2 separate regions of the Lactuca sativa genome follow, and region 2 is linked to region 1. Evidence: chromatin contacts called from public Hi-C data. All regions are on one chromosome and are shown on one strand. Each heading gives the region's core, a stretch centred on a gene start, on an enhancer-like site or on the middle of the called end of the contact. The rest is flanking DNA. Distances are from core to core; before and after follow the strand shown.

Region 1 (5,664 bases), core at 896-3,395:
CCAACATATGAACTTTATACCTCTAATAACTTATAAATCTGAAGAGAATGTTGGATCCAACCTTGCTCCTTATTCCCTTGCACCAATATGAACCTTTCATTTCCCTAAGCTTTACCAAAATCCAAAGAATAAGCTCCAAATCAAGAAATCAAGCCCTCAAACAAGCATAGAGGCTAGGGTTTCATATGTAAGGGTTGCAGGTTGAAGATGATGCCCTAATCCTTGAGATTAGATGCTTAAATATTGAAGAAACCTTAAAAGATCATGGGATTGAGTTGCAGCTTCTGCTATATCGTGACATTCCTTTTGCCACGTCATGGCGCCCATCATATATGTGTTTCATGAATTTGGCATGCCACGTCGTGGTGCTCCATTCACGATGTCTGGTATTCCCAAAAAATTTACATTTGATCCCTCCAAGGCTGCAACTAACACATTCTGGATAATTGGTGTTACATTTTGCCAGCGAGCCCTAAACCAATGTGGTTGTAGATTGGCTTTTCTTGCTTTTGATACTGTACATTTTCATATTCCTTACTTGGGGTTTCTGTTTTGAGATAGAATATTAAAAACTCAAAATTGATGTTCATTAGACATTAATAGAGTTTCACACAACTGATTACACAATTAGACACTAGTTAATGAAACACATAAAATTTATTGACATCTAAAGCCTTATTTACAGACATGCGAAATGAAACCTTTGATCTTTGAATTAGAAAACTTTGTTCATCATGACAAGGAGATCGTCGAGGCTTGATAGATCCATGATGTTTTCAAAATACTGAGTTGCTGAATCTCCGTTGAGGAAAGCATTGACGGAAGAAGTATCCCATGACATCTCAAAGAAAAGGTTACCGATTTTCTCACAATCTAATACCAAGTTCACAAATTCTTTTTTTGGCTTCTTCATTTGATTGCGATCTTCCATGGAGGTAGCTTCATCGACTTCAGAAAGCATCGTTGAGGGTTCTTACACCATTCTCCCTCCATAGGACATCAGAACAATCAAACGAGTTGCTACCATGATCGTAACCGAAGTAAAAGGCGGCGACGACAACGCGATTACTTTTTGGTTTCTCTTATCAAAGTTTGTAAATAGGTTTCTGGGATTTGGGCTTCGCAGGAGAATGAAAGTTTGAAGATTTGTAAAGAGATTCATTGCTAAAATAGATGAAGAACTTAGGTGAGCTCCAATCGAAACGAGGTTATGAGGAGGAAGAGAGTAATTTTAAGGTTACATTACAACAACATATGTGGAAAAATGTGGTGGTGGGAGTGAGAAGAGGGGAAAAAGTTGAGCCGGAGGAGAAAATGACTAATAGAGATGTGTACGTTGGGTTAGGTTTTTGGTGGGCCTATTGTTTTATTTTCATAACAGATTAAATTATTTTATATGGAGGATTTTTAGGATTTTTTCTCCAAAAACACAAATCTGGGTTCGATTTCAAATTCAATCTAACTTCAAATTCTTTTCCACAGTTTTGGTATTGTTCGATTTTAAGAGATTTTAAGGTTGGTGGATGTTAAGAGGATTTAAGTTTGAAGATAAAGATGGTTTTAATGTTTATGCTCCATTATTTTCATTGATTTGAATAAGAAGCTTTTGATTTTTTGAAAATTTGAAGATGAAGATGGTTTGAATGGTTTTTGAAGATCTAAGATGATGGTGGTTGAATGTTCTTCGTTACCAAGAATACAATAGTATTTTTAAAATTACATACATGGTCCATGCAGTTTAGAGAAGTAACAATAAAATACAAAAGTTTGAAAAAGAAAAAAGAAAGTGTAAAAATGTTATTTTACAGAATTTTAATGACATGTTTTTGAGCCTATGTCGGAAGAACCATTTCCGCAATATCGACAAAAATAAGGACCAAGTCCGTCTATTTTTTGAAATTAAATTGTATGTGTCTATTCCGCTAAATCATAGGACCATTTAAGTAACTTTGTCTAAATAAAACGAATACATTTAAAGATCTCTGAGGTATATTTGAGTTCTTATTTGATATATTTGAGGTTCTATTTGATTTTAACAAAGTATATAATATAATACCATATAAAATACTAATATACAACTCCAAGCCATACGGCAGGCGCCATCTGTTGGAGCCGTATATTGTCGTCACGTTCACCTCGCCTCTCCGCAGCCCCACCCCTCTCTCTCAACCTATACCCTTCTCTCTATCACCATTTTCACTAATCAGAACACCTACAAAACCACACACACACTACTATTCTCTCCCTATCTCAAAACATACGTTCACTGCGTTTCTTTTCTCTCTCTCTCACTCCTTGATTCTGGGGTTTTACCATCGAAAAACCTCGCTAGCATTCAATCGATTTACGCCATGGATCCTACTCGAGCTTTTGTCAAGAATGTCAAGCGTGTAGTCGTCAAGGTCTACCATCTTATTTGCATTTTCATTAACAGCGTTTTGTTTGTATCCTATAAATTTTTTCTTTCTTTGTTTCATGTTTGATGTTTATCTGTGGTTTAAGTGGATTTGCTTGATCGAGTTCGATTATCCATCTCTGTTTTTTCAGATCGCGATTATCAACAGATTTTTGTTGTTTATTATTATTACCTTTCATGTACGGTTTGGTGTATGGATGAAAGACACTTGTCAACCTTTGCCATGCACACGATAACGACAATTTGGATCGCATATGCATTCATATCTGATAACGCCAGATTCCGTTTCACTTAGCCTTTTAATGGTTTCATGTGGCAACACGATTTGTTTGTCTATCTTCTTCTCAGATTATGATGTCCACATATTTGATTATAAAAGACAAAGTACTTGATATTTTAATATTTGTTAATTAACAAATTATTTATTAAGAGTTATAGATGTTTATTCACTGCGATTGGATCTCTTGCTTTGGCATATAATTTGCCCTAAAAAGTAACAAAATAATGAAAATATGTTTATATGCTTGATATACTTATGGAAAAGGCAAAAAATTGATACATAGTTTTACAAATCAATAGAAAAAACAATGAATTTGGGTATTCCCTAAAAGATTAGAAATACAAATGGAACTTGTAGACCTCTTGTTTATGTAATTTTGAACAGAGCTAAAATAAAAACTCTATGAGCACCATGTGTATAATATATTAAAATGTGGTTATTGATTGAATCCTAGGGGCCCTTGCTTTTGTCCTTTTGTTTTGTTAGGAAAAACTTTATCTTTTTATTATTAAGAACCTATAGCTTTTTGTGATGATTACTGTTTATTATAAAAAAAAGGTTATTACTATTATCTTGAACCAAAGCTTGTCCAATAATGAGATAATGCCAAATGTCATCTAAAAGCAAGATTTTATGGAAGTGAACTTGAGGTTAAAGATGACATTTTTACCCTCTGTCTAACCATGTTACCTTTATGACTTTAGGTAGGAACAGCTGTGGTTACCCGAGATGATGGGAGATTAGCTGTAGGCCGACTTGGAGCTATATTTGAACAGGTATTTCATTAAGCTCATGCATAAATTTCATATATAGTAACTCACTAATTACTGAATTTTCCAAGTGAACTCACATTACGTATGACTTTAGCTTTCCTTCACCTTCATTGCTTTCGTATGTGAAAGAAGGAATAGAAAATGACATTTTTACCCTTTCACATCATTGCTGTTGAATATGATTTCAGCATGCTGAGTACTTTGTTCCAATCATGTTTTTGTTTAACTCATATAACAAACGATTTGGTTGCAGCTTGAAAAGTTGAACTCCAGAGGCTTTGAAATAATTTTAGTTACTTCAGGAGCTGTTGGAGCAGGGCGCCAAAGGCTTAAATACAGAAAAATGATCAACAGCAGGTCCTTTGTCTTTCTGACTGTCTTTCATAAGTGTTGACTCCAGGGGTATATTTGTCAGCTTTTCTGAAAATTTATTTTACTGTAGTTTTGCTGACCTCCAAAAACCACAAGTTGAACTTGATGGAAAGGCTTGTGCAGCTGTTGGTCAAAATGGTTTAATGGCATTGTACGACACTTTATTCAGCCAGGTAAAACTGTTAGCTTAAATACATGGGTATTTTGGTCATTTCTAACACAATGCTGTTTTGCAGTTGGATGTGACATCCTCTCAACTCCTAGTCACAGATAATGATTTCAAGAATGCAGATTTCAGGGTTCAACTTTCTCAAACAGTTGACTCATTGCTAGATCTAAGGAGCATCCCAATTTTCAATGAAAATGATGCAATCAGTACAAGAAGAGCTCCTTATGAGGTATATAATGGAACGTCATTGTATAACTAGATATATACGTGTCGTCGCAGTTATAATTTGAGGAAAACTGTGTGTTTCATTTCAGGATTCATCTGGTATTTTTTGGGATAACGACAGTCTGGCAGCTCTTCTGGCTATGGAGTTAAAGGCGGATCTTCTTGTGTTGTTGAGCGATGTTGATGGACTTTATAGTGGTCCTCCCAGTGATCCAAGGTCAAAGCTGATCCATACATATGTGAAACAAAAACATCAAAAGGCAATCAGTTTTGGAGATAAGTCAAGAATGGGAAGAGGTGGAATGGATGCAAAAGTCAAAGCTGCATCCAATGCGGCTTATTCTGGCACACCTGTTGTTATTGCAAGGTATCATATTCTACATACAATACTTGATCTTGGTTTCTTTCTCTGTTTTACTTAATATTTTATATACTGAATAAATTTGCTATCGTTTTCATGATTGTAGTGGTTATGCTGCTAATAACATCATAAAGGTTCTAAATGGAGAACGTGTGGGTACTCTTTTTCATAAAGATGCGCATATGTGGATTCCAATTACTGAAATCGGTCCACATGAAATGGCAGTTTCAGCTCGTGAAGCCTCTCGACGCCTTCAGGTTTAATTAATCTCATGCTTACAGTAAATTTTTTGGTTGGAAATTTTTTTAGACCATTTCCCAACAATAAATACATACGCACATATTTACTTGTAGAAACAAACATATATAAGTATTAGATTTGTATAGATTCGTTACTTATTCTTCTATTGGGTATTATAGGCATTATCAAGCAAAGAAAGAAAGAAGATTTTGTTGGATGTAGCTGCTGCATTGGAGGCAAATGAACAGTTTATCATGCTTGAAAATGATGCTGATGTGGAAATAGCACGTGATGCAGGTTATGATGAAGCTTTGGTAGCTCGTTTAGCTTTAAAGCCTAGCAAGGTAAAATATCTCTTGTAATTCTATAAATCTTAGAGTATTTTTTTGAAATTATATATCTTTTTTTTTTTTGAAAACTTTTAATTAATGCGATTATTGTCTTCAGATACGTGCTCTTGCAGAATCTGTGCGTAAACTAGCAGAAATGGAAGAACCCATTGGCAAAGTTTTGAAAAGAACAGAGGTGAGATAAATTAAACCTGAAGGCTACTGTATTGAATAAAAATCTGAGATCTATCATTTTAAAAAAATAAAAATAAATAATATTTACTTCCAGCTTGCTGAAGGGCTCATCTTAGAGAAGAAATCATGTCCTTTAGGTGTGCTACTTATTGTCTTTGAATCACGCCCTGATGCATTAGTTCAGGTAACAAGAATATATTTTTCTTTTTTCTTTTTTCTTTTGATGTTGCATATTTTCACATATTGATCTCTAGTTTTTCTGAAATGAATTCACAGATTGCTTCATTGGCAATCCGTAGTGGGA
Region 2 (6,139 bases), core at 134-2,633, 220 kb before region 1:
AGAAGAACATTCAAGAAAGACGACATGCAGAACCAAAATCTAAACAAAAACTAAAACCCAAAAAAAACGAAATTGAAAATCCAAAGCAGAATCACAATCAAAGCAACTTCTTGACAGCTTGAATTAAATTCAAACACCCCAAAGGGAAAAAACGAAAACTGAATTTCATCCAATAGTTTGTCACATGCAAGAAACAGACATGCAGATCCAGAATCCGACCAAAAATTAAAAAGCCAACAAGAAAATTACGAAACTTGGAAAACCCAAATGTGAATCAAAATTTAAGCGACCTGTGGACAGCTTAAATCAGATCCAAACACCCAAAAGGATAAAAGAAAATAAAATCGAACTTAACTCGAATAAATCCGATACCAAATGTTCATCCGATTACATGTCACATTAAAGAAACCGACATGCAGGACCAAAACTTAAACAAAAATTAAAAACCCAAAGAAAAATTACGAAAACAAGAAAAGAAATTTTTTTGAATCGACTAAAGCTCATCCAATTGCATGTCGCATTCAATAAACAGGCATGCATGCAGAACCAAAACTTAAGCAAAACTAAAAACCCAAAAACAAAAATTACGAAAATCGGAAACCCAAAACGAAAAGAGAAAAGTTGATTTTGACTCAGCATGTCACATTCAAGTAACAGACATGCAGAACCAAAAGTTAAGCAAAACTAAAAATCCAAAACGAAAAAAGATATGAAATTTGATTTTGATTCAACTAAAGCTCATCAAGATGCATGTCACATTCAATAAACGGACATGCTGCCAGAATCCGAACAAAAAAGAAAAATTACGAAAAGTGAATTCGAAACGCCATAGCATTACTTACTGAAGATGGGACATGGTGTTTCCTCGTTTCTAAGCACTGAGACCCAGTGCTTGATCAAAGGATGAGGAGGTACGAATACCTGCAGAAAACAACGAGTACATAAATCGGGAACTCATCCACCAAAACAACCCAATTTCGATCGAATCCAAAAACTCGAGTTTGTTACCAGCATTCTGTTGTCCAAAGGAGCTTTCTTTTCTGCTGTGGCTTGCGACTTCAATGACAAGAATCTGGTACGTGGCTGCCGCCTATTAGAGCATGAAAACTGTAGGAACAATAATATACAGTAAAGTAAACAACAAGATTAGGGTTTAAATTAAACAAAAAAGAAGAAAAGAACAGAAATTGGATTAAAAAATTGGGAAATTGATGGTGGGTATACATTATTCGCAAGGGAATGAGAGAGATTGTGGAGAAAAGGAGGCGCCGGCGATGAAAATGTGAAGTGAACGGGGGGAGTAGAAGATATGCGAGCGGAAGCCATTGTGAAACAGTCGATTTAAAGGGGATTGGGTTCCGTATATTCAGAACACGTATCCGAAAAAAACTCGTCAAAACATTGTCTTTTTGTTTTTTAGTCAGACTTCGCTAATATCGATAACAAAAATTAAATATCTCCTATTATCGATAAATCTATATTTGGATAAGAATATCTTTTTATTGTAAAATCATTAATTAAACTACTAATTATAACAAATATTATTATAATTAAATATAATAAATATTAATTATATATAATATTATTATAATTAAATATAAAATATATTAATTATAAAAAATATTAATTATCATTAATATTTATCATATTTAATTAATGTAATATTTTTATAACTAATACTTCAATTAATATTTCTTATATATATTTTTATGGTATATATTATAAAATCTCTTCAATGAAAAGTATATTGTTATCCAATGCAATAATTCGATAAGGACCATAATACAAGGCTCGAGCCGGATAATATTGTTGATATCGATTGAAATCGATATTTTGGATAACAATGTGTTTTTCCGTTATTTTCTACAATTTTTTGCATTTAAAAGAAATGTTCTATGAGATGATAAAAAAGTTTATTTCTAAATGTGTTTCTAAAAAGTAAAAAATGATAAGGACCGAAAATGACAATCTTAACTCTTAAGTAGTAATAGTCATCTATAACAAGGAAGTTGTAAGATATCATGAACTGTTGAGTCAATTGTAAAATTAAAATAAATTCTTATATCGAAACATCGTTCAAAGGAAAATAAAAAAGTTTTGAAAAATTCGTATTCCCTGACGTCCAAGATGGCGACTTAAATTGCCTAAATAATCCCCCAATCGAATCCACCAAAAAAGCCGACAATATAGTCATCACTCGACAAGTTTAGGAATCCTTTTTCAGACAAATGCACTCCTTTTTTATTGTGTCATAGTAACGCCCTCCTTGTGAACATCATATTGGTATGACACGCCAAACAAAAATTTAAGGCACAAGTATGTCTTCGGATACTTTGAAAGTGTGGTTGGGTTGAGACTATACTGCTTTGTGCAATAAGCCAACAAACCTGGGACAATCCAATAAGGAGATTATGGGCCAAAGTGGCAATCCAACCGGAAGATTGTGGGCCAGGATAATCCAACCACGGTTGTGGACCCAATATGCGATGTGTGTGGCAATCTAATCGGGAGGTTGTGGGCCAGGGTAATCGAACCGGGAGGTTGTGGACCCAACATGCAGTATGTATATTTGTTTGGTTGTGCTACTTTGGGGTAACTCACTAAGCCTTTGATTACAGTTTAAGTTGTATGTTTCAAGTACTTCAGATGATCAGGGAAAAGCAAATAAGTGATCATGCACATTCTTTTGATTTTATGATATATGATTTTGGGACACTATGATTCGTGATTATTACTTTTGGGGACTATGTATTGTAAACATTTATGGTTTTTGGTTGGATTTTAAAAATGAACATTTTAATTTGATTTTTGGGATGTTACAATTTGGTATCAGAGCCACAGTTTGAGAGAATTGGATGAGCATTTGTGTGACTCTAGACTCAAACTAAGGATTTGTAAGAGTTTTCAAAATGGTTTTCAATATTGTTTTCAAAAGTAACCAAGCAAGGATGAGATGTGTACGATCAACCGGAGCAAGAAAGTGTAACCCAAGTTACCTACATTATTATTTATTTATGACTTTTATGATGGAACTACATGCTAGTGGTAGGTTAGGGATCTTTAATAATTGAATGATAGAATTATCTGATGTATGATGCCTGATAGCCTGGGAGAACTTCTTGTATGATAAATAAAACTGACATCATTATTGTAGTTTCTTAGTGTGTGCATCATAGCTGTACATAACTAAAATTTTATAGCATGACAATGTTTGGTTTAGCTTGATTTCCTGTTCTTTGTCTGGTTGTGACCTTAGGGTAGAATCAAGTATTCCACTGTCTATAGAATCCAACGTTATGTATGATTAGCATGCACGAGTGACTATAGGGTTGGTGGAAGTTTCATGAGTGAGTATGTGAGCAGTCGGTCATATGAGGCATGACTAGCCACTCTAGAGAGAGTGAGTGTAGCATCCCAAAAATCAAGGCCAAAAATTTCGTTTTTAATTAAGTAATTCATAAATTAGTTTACCAAACATTTCCACGGTCACATCAATTTATAAAAACCATAACAACGTGTCTGAAAACCATATCATCGAAGTATTAAAAATCAGAGTACAATCCCAGAAAACTTCATGCGGAAATCATGTGAGTGTATGTGATGCGCTGCTACACCGCCGACTCCTTCCCCTTGGACGAAGAGGTACCTGAAACCAAAACAGAAACTGTAAGCACAAAGCTTAGTGAGTTCCCCCATCATACCACATACCATACAATCACATAGCATACATACTGTCGGGCAATTCTGGGGTGCCCGACCTACCTGGTACGGCCATTCTGAGGTGCCAACCTACCCATGTCAAGCCATTCTGGGGTGCCAACCTACCCTTCGGTCCTAACAACCGAACCTCAGGGACTATTCCATCCCCTACTGCTACTATCACATATATCATAACATAAACATACTATCAGACATATCTAGGATGTCCGAACTACCCTTCGGTCCTAACAACCGAACTTTAGTACTATTCCCTTCCTACTACCACTATCACATATAACATATCATGCCAGCATATAAACATATCATAACATACTGTTAGACATATATGGGATGTCCGACCTACCCTTCGGTCCTAACAACCGAACTTGGGGACTATTCTCCCTTACTACCACTATCATATATAACATATCATGCCAGCATATAACATATCAGGTAGTAGCAAACCTAGATGAATATCACAAAGACAATCATCTAACATACAACTCCTACTATTGGGTCGACATTGTGGCCGTAGACCCACCGCTACTTGAAGGTAACTCACCTCATACGAGTAGCAGTTGATGATCTGTACGAGAAATCTTTGTCTGCTGCTGCTCAGGAAATCTTCCGGCTATAATCCCCACAAAACACTCAGTAAGAATCTGATAGCTACTCCTAGGGTAAAATGACTATTTTACCCTGACCAAGTCCAAGTCCAAGTCAAAGTCAAAGTCAACTTCCAGTTGACCTGACTCGCCGAGTTGGACCGTCAAATCGTCGATTCCCTATCCTTTTAAATGTCCTTATCCACGTCTCTACTCTTCGAGTTTAGAAATGACTCGACGAGTTCTCCTTCTATAAGAACATCGAATGAACCTTCATCCGACTCGCTGAGTTGTATGAACAACTCGTCGAGTTTATCTTCATCCTATGAACCAGTGTAACGCCTGTGTTTCTGAGCTTGTCAATGTTGATATAATAGTCTAGGTTAACCTTCGTAACCCATTTTGAAATAATAGAAGTGTATTATTTGAGTATTATGTGTTTTGTGCTTAATTGTGTGTCTTAATTGAATTAAGAATAAAAATATGCGTCAAAATGAAATATTAGATAAAGCTGATATCTTTGGGTAATGTTGTAGTAGTTGAAACGAGGTTTTCGAATATATATAGAATGCCGAAATCCGAGTTATAACAAAGAAGTTATGACCTGTCGAAGTTTTGCGACAGAACCGGCAACACTGAATGACGTAAAAAGTGAAATTTACGTTAGGGCGATATTTAGCCTTAGTGATCTAAAAGAAAGTCGTAGAGATCGTTAAACCGAGAGCGTGCATAAAAAGATCGTCCAAATCTGACATTGTATGAGGAAGTTATGATTTTCCGAAGTTTCGACTTAGTTGTATGCAGCCCGAATACTCAATTTGAGATCGAGCGGTTTTTAGCCGAAACAATCTAAACGAGAATCGAAGATCTCGTCAATGGTAGTGCAACGGTATAAAGACAGACGAAAACGGACGTCAGATGAAGAAGTTATGAATTTATAATGGAGTTTTCCTGTCCCGACCTACTAAAAATAAATAATAAGAATAAAATCAAAATTAGCCGACGGAGTCTAAATGAAAGTTGTAGAGCGTAGTCTCACCTACGCGTGGATATCAAGAACGTCAAAAACGGAGTTCGTATGAGGAAGATATGAGTTTCGTAAGTTTTATAAATAATTAAAATATATATTTAATTAAGAATTTCGGATAATATCCGAAATAGTCACTGATCATATCCGAACTACGCCCAGCATAGAGCTGTACGTCCAACGTACACCGAAGCGTGACCCGCCTCGCACTCGAGTTGTAAAACCCCGAGATCCAGGTACAATTATTTCACCCTTATTCTTTGTCAATTGGTCATGATTGGTCCTTGAGTGGAGGAAACCTTGCAAGTGAGTACGCTGCGCGTACTCATGCGCTTATTTTGGACGCGAAGTCGCTAGGTACGCTGGGCGTACCTATAGTTACGGCGGGCGTACCCGGCCCAGATGCAAAACCCTAATAAGACTTGTGCAATATTTAAAGGATGCTAAGGCTCATTCCTCAGCCTCCATATCAGTGAGTAAAACCCTAAGAGAGAGCCTTCCATCATCCTTAGTGAGTGTGTGTGTTCTTGGAGCTAATAGTGCCTTGGTGTGTTATTTAAGAAGGAAGAAAGGAGCTTGTGGAGACTAAAAGCTTGAAGTGTAAGCTTGGATCTGAGATCTACAGAGAAAGGAGCTGCATTTAGAGGTATAAAGTTCAAAACTTTCCTCTTTTTTTGGTTGTGGTTGCATGTGCCATTTCTAGGGTTAAAAACCCCTAAGGTGGAGACTTTATGAGTGTAAGGTGCTCCATGGTCCAAGATCTGTCCCTTTTCAGTAGTATTTGTGGTCTAGATCCATAAAGTCCCCA

The links. Hi-C and Micro-C count contacts between places; a contact is called where the count stands out from the background.
Region 2: a contact with region 1 is called in a Hi-C map of seed, with 2.5 times the contacts expected there. The contact joins the promoter of LOC111917054 here to the promoter of LOC111917053 in region 1. A contact is called at or near these places in 3 of 4 Hi-C or Micro-C datasets (leaf and seed).

The regions. Positions count from the first base shown.
Region 1 is chr8:127,508,670-127,514,333 of Lsat_Salinas_v11, reverse strand. It overlaps LOC111917053 (delta-1-pyrroline-5-carboxylate synthase), which reads left to right and starts at 2,145. Exons shown (of 20, transcript XM_023912705.2): 1 at 2,145-2,402; 2 at 3,401-3,472; 3 at 3,723-3,826; 4 at 3,912-4,014; 5 at 4,078-4,239; 6 at 4,325-4,602; 7 at 4,703-4,853; 8 at 5,016-5,180; 9 at 5,284-5,361; 10 at 5,455-5,544; 11 at 5,637-5,664. The coding sequence starts at 2,352.
Region 2 is chr8:127,730,962-127,737,100 of Lsat_Salinas_v11, reverse strand. LOC111917054 (uracil phosphoribosyltransferase) reads right to left here and starts at 1,383. Exons shown (of 12, transcript XM_023912707.3): 1 at 1,225-1,383; 2 at 1,009-1,107; 3 at 843-921. The coding sequence starts at 1,326.